Regions from separate parts of the Rattus norvegicus genome. Here regions 1, 2 and 4 are each linked to region 3. A link is a contact called in public Hi-C data. All regions are on one chromosome and are shown on one strand. Each heading gives the region's core, a stretch centred on a gene start, on an enhancer-like site or on the middle of the called end of the contact. The rest is flanking DNA. Distances are from core to core; before and after follow the strand shown.

Region 1 (2,700 bases), core at 123-2,622, 640 kb before region 3:
GGGCAGGCATAGAAAGGATCATTTCTTAGAAAATCCCCTAAAGAAAAGGAGAGCAGACCAATGCTCTCCTTTTAATTTAGCCCTGTCGTTGCGGAGGCCGGAGTTAGGTTTCACAACGAGGCTCTTCTTTGAGCCAGTCAAAATAAAATGACAACGAGAGAGCTCGAGGCACATGGCAGTGTGGCCAGAGAACGTGGAGGCTGCTTCCTCGCTTATGCAATGAGCAGCCAGGGAGGGAAAGCAGACAGGATCAGGCTTCTTATGACTGCCGACTCCTAGCTCTGTCTCTAATAAGTGCCTTTCATGCCCGTACGTCTTATACCATTATGCGGGTTGATCCACATGCAGAAATAACGATCCCTCTTGGACTAGACGCAAGGGCCAACAGGATTTGAGCCGATGTCTGAACATAATCCCCAGGTTTGGAAAACGACTACTCTACGTCGCAGTGGCAATCTACTAAGAGCTTCCCTAAATGAACCCTGATGAGTAGGTGTGATCGGAGTCCCACCCTGGGGTATCCACAGTCACCCTGCACAGTATGTGGGGGAATTTTTCCCTGTACTTCTCCTCTGTGGTGTGGCATTTGCTAGAGGACCCCGTGTCACCAGGAACCTCAGCTCAGCATTCTTAAGAGAGGTATTATTTGGTGGTTAGTGGAGCCCTAAATTAGTGATGCACTGTAGTGATTTTCATTTGGAATACCCTTGTTACCATGACAATCATATCATGCCGTGTTTCCTTGTCTTGGGTGTTTCTAGAGGCAATCCAGCCTCCATAAACTCCCCATCACGTCGGAGACCCTGAATACTCCACATTTATGCATGCTGACTGAAATCAGGCATATTAGGATTCCAAGGGCTGAGAACACATCCACCTCTGTGATTATGCCAATTTACTGCATATCCAGCAAGCATTAGCAGTCACATAAAGTAGACAATTAGTGAGCTACAAATAGGTAGTGCACAGGTATTGTACACATCCATCATTTAATATTCCAGGTATTTATGAGAGCGGTAAATGCTGCATAGTACGCCGATGACCTCAAGGCTCTCCCTGGGAGGCGTGCTGGCACACCTGCGAACACACTCGTCAGTATGGTGTGTGACTGTGTGTGTACCCATGTGTGTGGTGATAATGCTGTGTGTGTGTGTGTGTGTTGCACACTGTGGTGAGGTGAAGAAAGATGAGATAAAATAACAAGAAGAGGGAAGGAAGAGGAGGAAGGTTCAGGAAATGGAGGAGGAGAGGGACCGCATCGCTGGGGTGTACCGGAGTGCCCCTGAGAGGAACAACCCAGGCATAGGCATGTATGAGCATGAGCGACGTCCTTTGCTTCACTCGTCACAGTCCAAGGCAGGCTCTGAATCTCAGCTTTGAGCCAAAGTTCCAGGCACTTCCTGGCTGACTGCCCATCAGTTTTCAGCCTCCACTGAGCAGAAAGAGCTCCTGGGAGGGGACTCTGCATCCTGAATGGATTGGGCAAAGCTGGTTTGAACAATGAGTCTCAAGTTATAGTCTTGCTGGGAAAACTCATCGCAGGTGACCTTCCTCTCTCCGGCTCTCTCCCCAGGGGTTTTTCCAAGGGTGGAAGGAAGCTTTCGTCTGAGTCTTCCAGCAGGTGGCAGTGTGGCCGATAATTCCCTCGTGGGAGGCTGCAGTAAATACTGTCTTTAGATGCCGAAGGAGTTTTCTCCCTCTTCATTAACGGTCAACGTCAGTGTATGATAAAAAGCAGGGTGAGCTTTGGAATAGCAAATACTCGACTTGTAGCATTCTCTTCCAGTTTTGAAATGCATATATGCAATTATTATATGGGGTATAGTCATGTTCAAAGCCCGAGTTGGCACACTCCGTGACTTCCTAGATCCCAGACACCAATGCCATTACACAAATCAACACAAGTGCAGTTGGGCTTCTTGCGGGTCTCAAGAAGTTGGTACAAAATCCCAGTTGCTTATGAGTGACTGTGATTCACGGCAAGAACTGATGTTCCCTTACTTAGTAATCCAGGAGGGGAATGTGTGAAGGTGAACATTGAGGACAATGACAGAGTCCAGTCAAAATCTAGGCAACCACTTGGAATGTAAACAGAAAATATATACCCCACACATAGACCTTTGAGCTATACATTCTCAAATATCTCGCTGACTTGACTTATAACCCTTTGCCCTCAATGTCTGTGATGGTTTGTGTATGCTCAGCCCAGGGAGTGGCACTATTAGAAGGTGTGGCTCTGTTGGAGTAGGTATGTCACTGTGGGAGTGGGCTTAAGACCTTAAGCTGTCTGGAAGTCAGTCTTCTGCTAGCAGCCTTCAGATGAAGATGTAGAACTCTCAGCTCCTCCTGGACCATGCCTGCCTGAATGCTGCCATGTTCCCTCCTTGAGGATAATGGACTGAACTTCTGAACCTGGAAGCCAGGCCCAATTAAATGTTGTCCTTATAAGAGTTGCCTTGGGGGGCTGGGGATTTAGCTCAGTGGTAGAGCGCTTACCTAGGAAGTGCAAGGCCCTGGGTTCGGTCCCCAGCTCCGAAAAAAAGAACCAAAAAAAAAAAAAAAAAAAAAAAAGAGTTGCCTTGGTCATGGTGTCTGTTTAGAGCAGTAAAACCCTAATGAAGACAATGTTCATCTCACTCTTCCTCAGGATGCTGGCAGGGTAGAACTAGATGCCCTTGTGAGTTCAGTGTGGGACTGCTT
Region 2 (2,772 bases), core at 130-2,629, 640 kb after region 3:
TACATTCTCTATGTTTTGAAATGCCATACAAGGCATCTACAGTGATCATCTATGGCCAGCCATCTCCCAAGCTGTATAATTTCAGGAGTGTTAGGAAAGACCTGTCTCACCCATGTCGCACCACCATGAGTGTGTATGCCTAAAGCCCCACTGTTACAATATGGTTTCAAGAGGTCAGTAGGTGGCTCGGTGTGTATGTGTCTATGCTGTACAAGCATGAGGATTTGAATAGAAATCTGCAGCATCCAGGTATAAGCCTGTAAGTGGCTACACATGCCTGAAAGCTCAGTGCTTGAAAGGAAGGCATAAGAGGATTGCCGGGGCTAGCTTGCTGTGAGCCTGGCTCCACATTCAGTGGAAGATTCTGTCTCTGAAGAGAATAAGACTTGGGGTGACAGAACAGGACACTTAATAATTTCTTCTGGACTTTACACATACACAAGAGCATATGCCTGTACATATGCATGTATGTCTGTGACACAAAATTCACACACACACACACACACGCACGCACACACACACACACACACACTCACACACACACACACTTTAATAAAGAAGGGATGGAGGAACAGAAGGAAGAGGAACAGGAGGAAAAATGGTTTTTGTTTCTCTTTTCTTCCAGGGTTCATTAATGAAGTGTGTCTATTCTTGGAGATAGTAGAAGTATAAGCCTTATTAAATGTCAGCTAAGCAAATCCAGATGACTCAGAGCTCAGCAGCGAAAGGACCAGGGCAACTCTGCCCACTTGAGGATTTAAACATCTTAGTCAATATGGAAGGATATAGGACAGCTTGAATGTTCCACCACTAGTCTTCTCTGTTCTTGGTCTCTTTCTCTGCTCTTTCCCAAGGCTAACGTATGCTTCGCTTTTAGCTAAAAAAAAAATGGAGACTTTAAGAACAGTGGGTTTATTTTTTAGTTCAAAGCACAGGGATACTGTTTATTCAGGGTGTGGGGTTTCCTTTCCCTCTCACACTTGTAAGGAAGCACACACCAAATGACATGTACTCCTTACGCTCCTAAGCACTCTTGGCACTGGTCTATTCTATTTCAGAAACGGGCAGGGGAAGCATAGTTGAAACTGCTACGGAGGTTTCTATTTCAATGAATAAGTTGTTATCCAGGTCGAGAGCCAGGAACTATAGAAAATATATCATAGTATGCTGCTGAGATCAGTTTGAAGACTCAAAAGAGGAGTAGACACCCCGCTGGGGGCTGGGCCTTTCCACTTCTATGGAAAACATTCCCCAGAGCTCATTGGAAGCGGATGAATCATGCCAAGGAGTATTTTTAGGAATCCATTAGCTCATCTGTAGCTTAGATATGAAAGACCCAATTGGAGCAGCGCTCTGAGACTTTACACACGGGCTGTTTGGAGTGTTGTCATCTTATCACTGATATCTTGGTCTGCAATTGAGTCATCTTCTAGGTGAGCAGCAGGAGAAAACAGAAGGGAGGCTGTTGCTACAACAGAGCATTTGATAAGATGTTGGTGAAGTCAAAGCCAAGGACAGCCTCATATTTATCTCCCCTGGGGGAGTACCTAGTTACTCTCAGCTCCTCTAGAAATGTTCAGTTACATTTGCCAATATTACTACTGAACACTTTCAGTATTGCATTAGAAAGTCATGGCTGGTGTCAAGAGGTCCACATCATCAAATATGTAAAATGTCTCAGGAGATGGGACCAGAGTTTGCCCTTGTGTTTGCAACCCAAAGTTCATATCACTGGAGAATGGGAAAAATAAAAGTAGCAGACATTGCATGTACAAGTGTGAAAGTGTGGGGGACAAATTTGTCCTGGAAGGAGGTCTTACCCCTAATTTGTGTGTGTGTGTGTGTGTGTGTGAGTGTGTGTGTGTTTATGCAAGTATGTATATGTTTTAATATGTATGTGTTTGCTTGTAAGTGTATGGTGTTATTCATTTATATGTGTGAAATATGCATGTATGTATTCTTGGTTTATATGTGCTGACCTCTGTGTGTTTAATTTAGTTTTTCAATTTAATTTCTAACTAAGGATTTATAAGTCAACTGACTGTCAGTAAGTACATTCTTGGTTGAAAACTGCAATAGTTTTAATTAGTACGCAGGGAAAATATTCCATTCAACATCCTGGTATAACAGTCAAGTATGATTTGGTCTTGATCACAAGATATTATATGCTGGCAACAACAGAAAGCTATGTAGACAAAAAAGTTAATTTTGGCATTGGAAGAGGAGAAAAACAAATTCAGACAGAATATTCTCTTTTTTAAAATGACTGCGGACTTCAACCTATGCCTGCTCTGTTAGTGTTACTCACCACTTGACTATTTGGATTACTTTTCAGTGTAATTTGCATATATGTCAAATTCTATGACTATTTCTCAGGGAGATCCATGTGTCTGCTCACTGGACTTGGTTTAGCCACAGTTTAAAACCCACACTCACTAACTTAAGGGGATATTCATCTCTAGGCAAAGCCTCAAGGACACAGAGTTCTTCTGAGACATTTCTCAGCCTTTCCGTATCTCCATCCCTCTTATAAAAACAGATGGTGTCTTTCCAGTCCAGCAGGGAGCTATGGCAAGCACTTGTGGAGAGTAAATTGGAAAGTTGATATTTCCTCTTAAATAAACAGCCACAAAAGAAAACTGGATCTTGAATTTCACACCAAATTCAAACCATTACATGGAAGTCCTTTGCTCAAAAACAGAAAGAAGACAAATACCCCATGTGATTCTTATTCAGAAACTTCAATCATGGCTTTCGTATTTCAGTCCGGGT
Region 3 (2,700 bases), core at 186-2,685:
AGAAAGGCAGAGAGGATTGTGAACAATTAAGCCGGCATGTGGAGGTTTCAGCCAACACTTCGCTTTCCCTGCGTTTTAAAGCCTGGGAGGTTGTGAAACCCACGGAATATATTTCATCTGCTAATTCACTTGGAGGAAAAAAAAAAAGCCAGCCCAGAAGGGTAGAGAGATGGTCACGGAATCATCATGGTTTTAAAGACAATGGTAAAAGTGTTTGAGAATATATATATTTTTGCCACTCACAGAATCCTAAGACTTAGAAGGGGGAAGGGGTGTTTCTTTTATTTCCGTTGCCCCAAATTCTAGTTCCACTTAAATGCCGGAATTGGAGATTTTTCTTGCCCAAAGTAAGAACCGAAGCAACTAGGAATGGACTCATTGTCATATGACTGACAAGTCACTTGTGTGCAAACAGCACCCCCACACACACACACCCGCCGCGCAGTCAACAAGAAAAGCAGGTAAGAAAAACAAGGCAGACATACGTGAATGCTAAGACATTATCCAGAAGAAAAAGAAACTGTAAATGGCCTTGAGTTCAAAAAGAACCGCTGCGTTCCGCGAGCAATATCTTAAGACTTTTTTAAAAAATTGGATGTACAAATATCAAAACAAAACCAAAATCCTTAAATCAAATCTTTTGGCAGTCAAGGCAAGCTCGTTCATATGACAGGGTCCAGCTGTGGAGTTTGGAACTGGTACAAGCCCCAAAGTTGTGCCAATGGTTCAGGTCTGGATCGGCCAGAGGAATCTGGGGTCCCCCCCTCAGGTGTATGCTGCTCGGAAGCTCGGAATTAGCAAAAATGAAACAAAAACGAAGAAATAAAAACGTACTGGGAAGGAGAGCTCGCCTCCACACAAATGACAACTCTACTCCTCGCTCCCGAAGGCTCGCTCTACAGTGCCTTCACCATTCCAAGCAGCAGAAGGACATCTTAAGATCATTATTTTATTTTATTTTAAATTAGGCAAATGCTAATCATCATTAAAAAAGATGCACTTCCAAGTACACACCATCTTGCCTGCTCCTCCGCGCAACTCCCTCCTCGGCGCACCGGGCAGGTGAAAAAAAAAAAAAATCCGTATTTACCTGTTGCCAATATTCCTCCAGGGACGGCAGAGCCGAGAAGTAGCCCGTTTCGTGCACAATCTGTAGTTCCTGGAAGATGCTACACATTGGGAGCACATCCATGTCGGGTTGGAAAAGACAGTCCCCGCTGTCGGGAAAACAGGGAGGTGAACGATCAGGAGTCGGAGCAGAAACTGTTCCCGGGAGCGCAGGTGAAAGTTTCATGCAAACTGGATGGCGCTGCAATCGGACGCCGGGTCCGGACCCTCCCGCAGCCCGCAGCGCGCCGAGCCCACGCAATATTTGCAAACAGCGGACTGACTGCAAGCGTAACCCCTGCAAAACTTCCCTATTCAAAGCTCCGCTGCCAGCCTCCCCCCTCCTCCCCCGCTTGGCTCCCCCCACTCCTCCTCCCCCCACGTGACCAGCTTGGAGCTCCGCCCCCCACGGTACCCAATCCTGCCGCTCCTGTCCCGGGGGCTGCGCGACGATGATGTCAGCTCGCACCAATCGCCGGTGCGGTCACACAGCGGCCCCGCCTGGCGTGACCGAGCCTCTCCATTAAAGGCCTTCCTATTGGTGCAATTCGAACTCGGCCTGCGCTGATTGGAAAGACGTCTCGCAGGCTATTTTTAGCAGGGTATATAAGGCGAGGGCTACGGCGCGCCGAAGGAGTCGGCGCTGGGAGGTGCACAGCCTAACGTTGTAGAAGTGCGGCCGGAGCGGCCGGAGCTAGGGGAACCTGGCCGGGGCAACCGGGCACCTGTCCCCGCCGCCCGGCTGCTCGGTTGCACCTTCTGATCCGGTCACCCGGACCGGTACCCAGCAAATCAAGGGAGCAGACATATGCCCAATCCCCCTCATTCCTCCCGATAGTGGCCCGTGTTCCCGGATCCTTCCCTGGCCCTCCATTCTCCTTGATCCCCCGATTTCTCTCTTTGTCCCGAGTCCCCTCCGTACTCAGAGATGCAGAGGTGCCCCGGGGTAGGAGCAAACATGCCCTTATGTCCCCGTGTGGCAATGGGACCAAATGACCGAACAGCAGGGGGACTTGGTGCTCTAGAGTCACTGTGTGGTAGTTTCTGTCTGGATCCCTGGGGTGGAGGATGACAGGAGCCTGAAACTAAAATACCCCCACTTCCTACGCAGGCGGAGGGGGAAAAGCCAGAGCATCTCAAAAGCGCCCTACCTGACCTGTGTGTCAGATACACTCAGTTCTCAGGAATGAATTTTACCTACTCTAAGTTGGAAGTGCAGCTTTTAAGATCAAGATCGCATCGCTGACCCGGCGCCACCGCCACCCCGACTTGGAGAGCTGGACACTTACAGCTTAAAAAAAAATCCCTTTACTTGATGCACACAGTTTTAATTCAAAGAAGATGCAGATTCTGCTGCTAATGGGGTAGAAATGTGTTTATCTTTTAGAAGGCAGTCTCCAAGATGTCTCACGAAGGTTAACAGGCTTTCCCATTGTCGCGTAAACAATTTGAATTGTTTTTCATATGAATTGTCTCCCAAAGCACACCATGATATTCATTTAAAAGGAAAAACCAAAAAAAAAAAAAAAAGGAGGAAAGAGCAGCTAAAAGTTTTGAATAAAATTCCAATTATAATAACTTCGAAAATAATAT
Region 4 (2,700 bases), core at 61-2,560, 540 kb after region 3:
TGTGCATGTTAGGCCCATCCCCACCACCAATGCAAAGATACAAGTCTGTAACTCCACTCCTTAGAGAGTTCACTGGTCAAGCTAGCCTAGACCAGAGGATAAACTCCAGTTTCAGTAAGAAACTCTATTTCAAAAAGGGCAGCGTCTAATGAGAAAGGAAAGTAAGCAAAGGGTGCATGTGAGTGCACCGCCCAAATGTGCGCGCACGCGTGCGCGCACACACACACACACACACACACACACACACACACACACACACACACACACATGCATGCACATATACATACCCAATTCCTGAAGAACTCTGTACAATTATGTAAGTCATTGTCTTAGAGTTTTACTACTGTAAACAGGCACCATGACCAAGGCAAGTCTTACAAGGACAATATTTAATTGGGGCTGGTTTACAGGTTTGGAGGTTTAGTCCATTATCATCAAGACAGGAGCATGGCAGTGTCTAGGCAGGCACGGTGTAGGAGGAATTGAGAGTTCTACATCTTTATCTACAGGCCAGTAGGAGACGACTGACTCCCACATAGTCAGGAGAAGGGTTATAAAGTCCATGCCCAAAGTGACGTACCTCCTCCCACAAGGCCACACCTCCCAATAGTGCCCCCTGCCTCGGGCCAAGCATATTCAAACTACCACAGTCATTTTGCTGGAAGCAGATCTAAGTTACTGAGTCACATTTTAAAAATCAAAGCTCTGCAAACACACACACACACATGATAGTCTAAACATGTGTCTTCTTACAAGGTACATTTGGAGGCCAAAAACAGACTTTCATAATGGTAAGATCAGATATATTTTTTGGACCAAAATGTATTCTGAAAATTTTCTGTTGGTTATGAAAACAACCTGTTATAGAGAAGCAAAAACAGGAGGAACAACTGCCTTGATATTTTAAAGGTGAACTTACGATAGCCACAACCTGGAGCACGAGGACAAAAATGTCTTTAATTTGATCATTCTTTGCCTGCAAAATGCCACAGACATTATTATTTTCTTGAAAGCGCCGGAAACATGTCCTGATGCTTTAAAGCCTCTCATTCTTCTTAGTACACTGAGGTATTTCTAGTTCCTTCTTTCCTATTCCCAGCTTCACCCGTGTCATTAAAGTATACTGTCTGCTTTAGTCCGGGAGGCATTTATGGCCTCCACTGTCTTCTGAACTCTGGCAGAGATAATGCATCTGGGTTTCCTTAGTGATATTCTGAACACATTTTTGCTCTCTTCCACCCAGAGCACATACTTCTGGTGGAATTCCTGTTGTGTGGGAGGCCAGCTAAGCTGCATTCACACACTGGCACTCCCAGATGTGGTCTCCCTGGATTTGTTCCAGTCCCTCTGTCTCAGCAGCCAGACATGTGTTGCTGAAGTCTTTTCTTCAGCATCTGAGCTCGACAACCACAGGAGTCTTTGTGCTGTTTATTTATCTGATAGCTGTTGAGCCTCTGTCTCTCTCTGACTCGCTGTCTCTCTGTCTCTCTGTCTCTGTCTCTCTCTGTCTCTGTGTGTGTGTGTGTGTCTTTCCTTCTTTTATATGCTTGTGATTCCTTCTTTTCTATTAAAATTGTAAAACAGTTTGTTTCCACGGCAAAAAGTTAGACTTTTAATGGGAGCCAGGAGATGAGATACTGTGTTTGCCTGTTTGTTTTAACTACAGGAAGGTCACTACAACTGTGACTGCAAGCAGACACCTGCACCATCTGTTTTTGTCAACAAGCCTTTCAAAAGAACACAATATACAGTCATTTCCCACCAGGATGTGTTCTTCCAGACCTATGAAGAACTTTGGCTCACCTGAAACATGACTATTTTTTGAAAAAAATTTTTTTTTGCTATATTAAATGGTAGTAAGAATTGGGTGTTTGTGAGGAAAAAAGAAATCATGTCTGAAGTTAAAAGCTTGAATCCTACCCCCCTTTGTCTCTCTGTCTCTCTGTCTTCCTGTCTCCTCCCAAACCTTCCTCTCTCTTGGTCCTTTGGTGATGATTGGGGAAATGAGACGACAGAGTTGGAGAGCAGTCGCAGCCACCCAGCCTTCACTGTTCAGACTGATTTGAATACTTGAGGTAGATACAAGATGATTGACATATAATACTACCAATGGTGGTGTGTATACAATTGAGGGAAAGGCATCATTCATAGGAAGTGATCACAATTCTTTGTCAACTGATCCCCATCACTAGGGAAATACCCAGTGAGTGAAATTCGAGGGCCTTCAGAGTCCAGTCAGGCATCACAGCTCTCTATTTGCTGTTATTTATTCTGTGATGTACACAAAAGCCAAACAATGTATGCATCAGATATTTTTGTTCACATGTGAGAACAGACAGTGTCTTTATCATTTAAATAAGGGAAACTGAGACTACAGACAGCTCGGCAAGAAAAGGAAATATCCTATCTGGCCTCCTGAAAGTTCAATGATTTCATTAACACCTCCCCCCAACCCCCTGCGTCATAGTTATTTGTTTAAAACAGGAAACAGGCTTTTAATGTTAGGGATAGGATTGTGAGACCAGAAAACATCACAATGTGGATGAGGGCTGAGTGTGACAGAGAGTCATAGTCTCAATTCTTGACTTTCGCTTTCCATCCTAAGAACAATCTTAAACTTTGGCTTTTATCCAGAGGATCTCCCTGATCTCAGAAGAGCAAATATTCTACTGGTTTAATTTTCTCAGAGGAAATGGTTTT

Evidence for each region. A called contact is a pair of places that touch in the nucleus more often than the background predicts.
Region 1: a Hi-C map of Schwann cells shows a contact between it and region 3, with 13 times the contacts expected there. The contact joins the enhancer-like site here to the promoter of Klf6 in region 3. A contact is called at or near these places in 4 of 12 Hi-C or Micro-C datasets (the A7r5 cell line, the Rat2 cell line, Schwann cells and 1 more) and 1 of 1 datasets of contacts at active chromatin or transcription factors (oligodendrocytes).
Region 2: a contact with region 3 is called in a Hi-C map of the A7r5 cell line, with 4 times the contacts expected there. The contact joins the enhancer-like site here to the promoter of Klf6 in region 3. A contact is called at or near these places in 2 of 12 Hi-C or Micro-C datasets (the A7r5 cell line and mammary epithelial cells) and 1 of 1 datasets of contacts at active chromatin or transcription factors (oligodendrocytes).
Region 4: a contact with region 3 is called in a Hi-C map of the A7r5 cell line, with 8 times the contacts expected there. The contact joins the enhancer-like site here to the promoter of Klf6 in region 3. A contact is called at or near these places in 2 of 12 Hi-C or Micro-C datasets (the A7r5 cell line and Schwann cells) and 1 of 1 datasets of contacts at active chromatin or transcription factors (oligodendrocytes).

Annotation. Positions count from the first base shown.
Region 1 is chr17:68,821,464-68,824,163 of GRCr8, forward strand. No RefSeq gene overlaps it. Among named protein-coding and RNA genes, the nearest start is that of Pitrm1, 85 kb to the left of the region's middle. Within about 2 kb of position 1,373, at least 22 of the 93 cell types and tissues checked have an H3K27ac peak or open chromatin away from gene starts, as enhancers often do. A contact at or near this core is called in Schwann cells, where this site is marked.
Region 2 is chr17:70,096,237-70,099,008 of GRCr8, forward strand. No RefSeq gene overlaps it. Among named protein-coding and RNA genes, the nearest start is that of Akr1e2, 550 kb to the right of the region's middle. Within about 2 kb of position 1,380, at least 11 of the 93 cell types and tissues checked have an H3K27ac peak or open chromatin away from gene starts, as enhancers often do. A contact at or near this core is called in the A7r5 cell line, where this site is marked.
Region 3 is chr17:69,457,043-69,459,742 of GRCr8, forward strand. It overlaps Klf6 (KLF transcription factor 6), which reads right to left and starts at 1,436. Exons shown (of 4, transcript NM_031642.5): 1 at 1,091-1,436. The coding sequence starts at 1,294.
Region 4 is chr17:69,995,256-69,997,955 of GRCr8, forward strand. No RefSeq gene overlaps it. Among named protein-coding and RNA genes, the nearest start is that of Klf6, 540 kb to the left of the region's middle. Within about 2 kb of position 1,311, at least 16 of the 93 cell types and tissues checked have an H3K27ac peak or open chromatin away from gene starts, as enhancers often do. A contact at or near this core is called in the A7r5 cell line and Schwann cells, where this site is marked.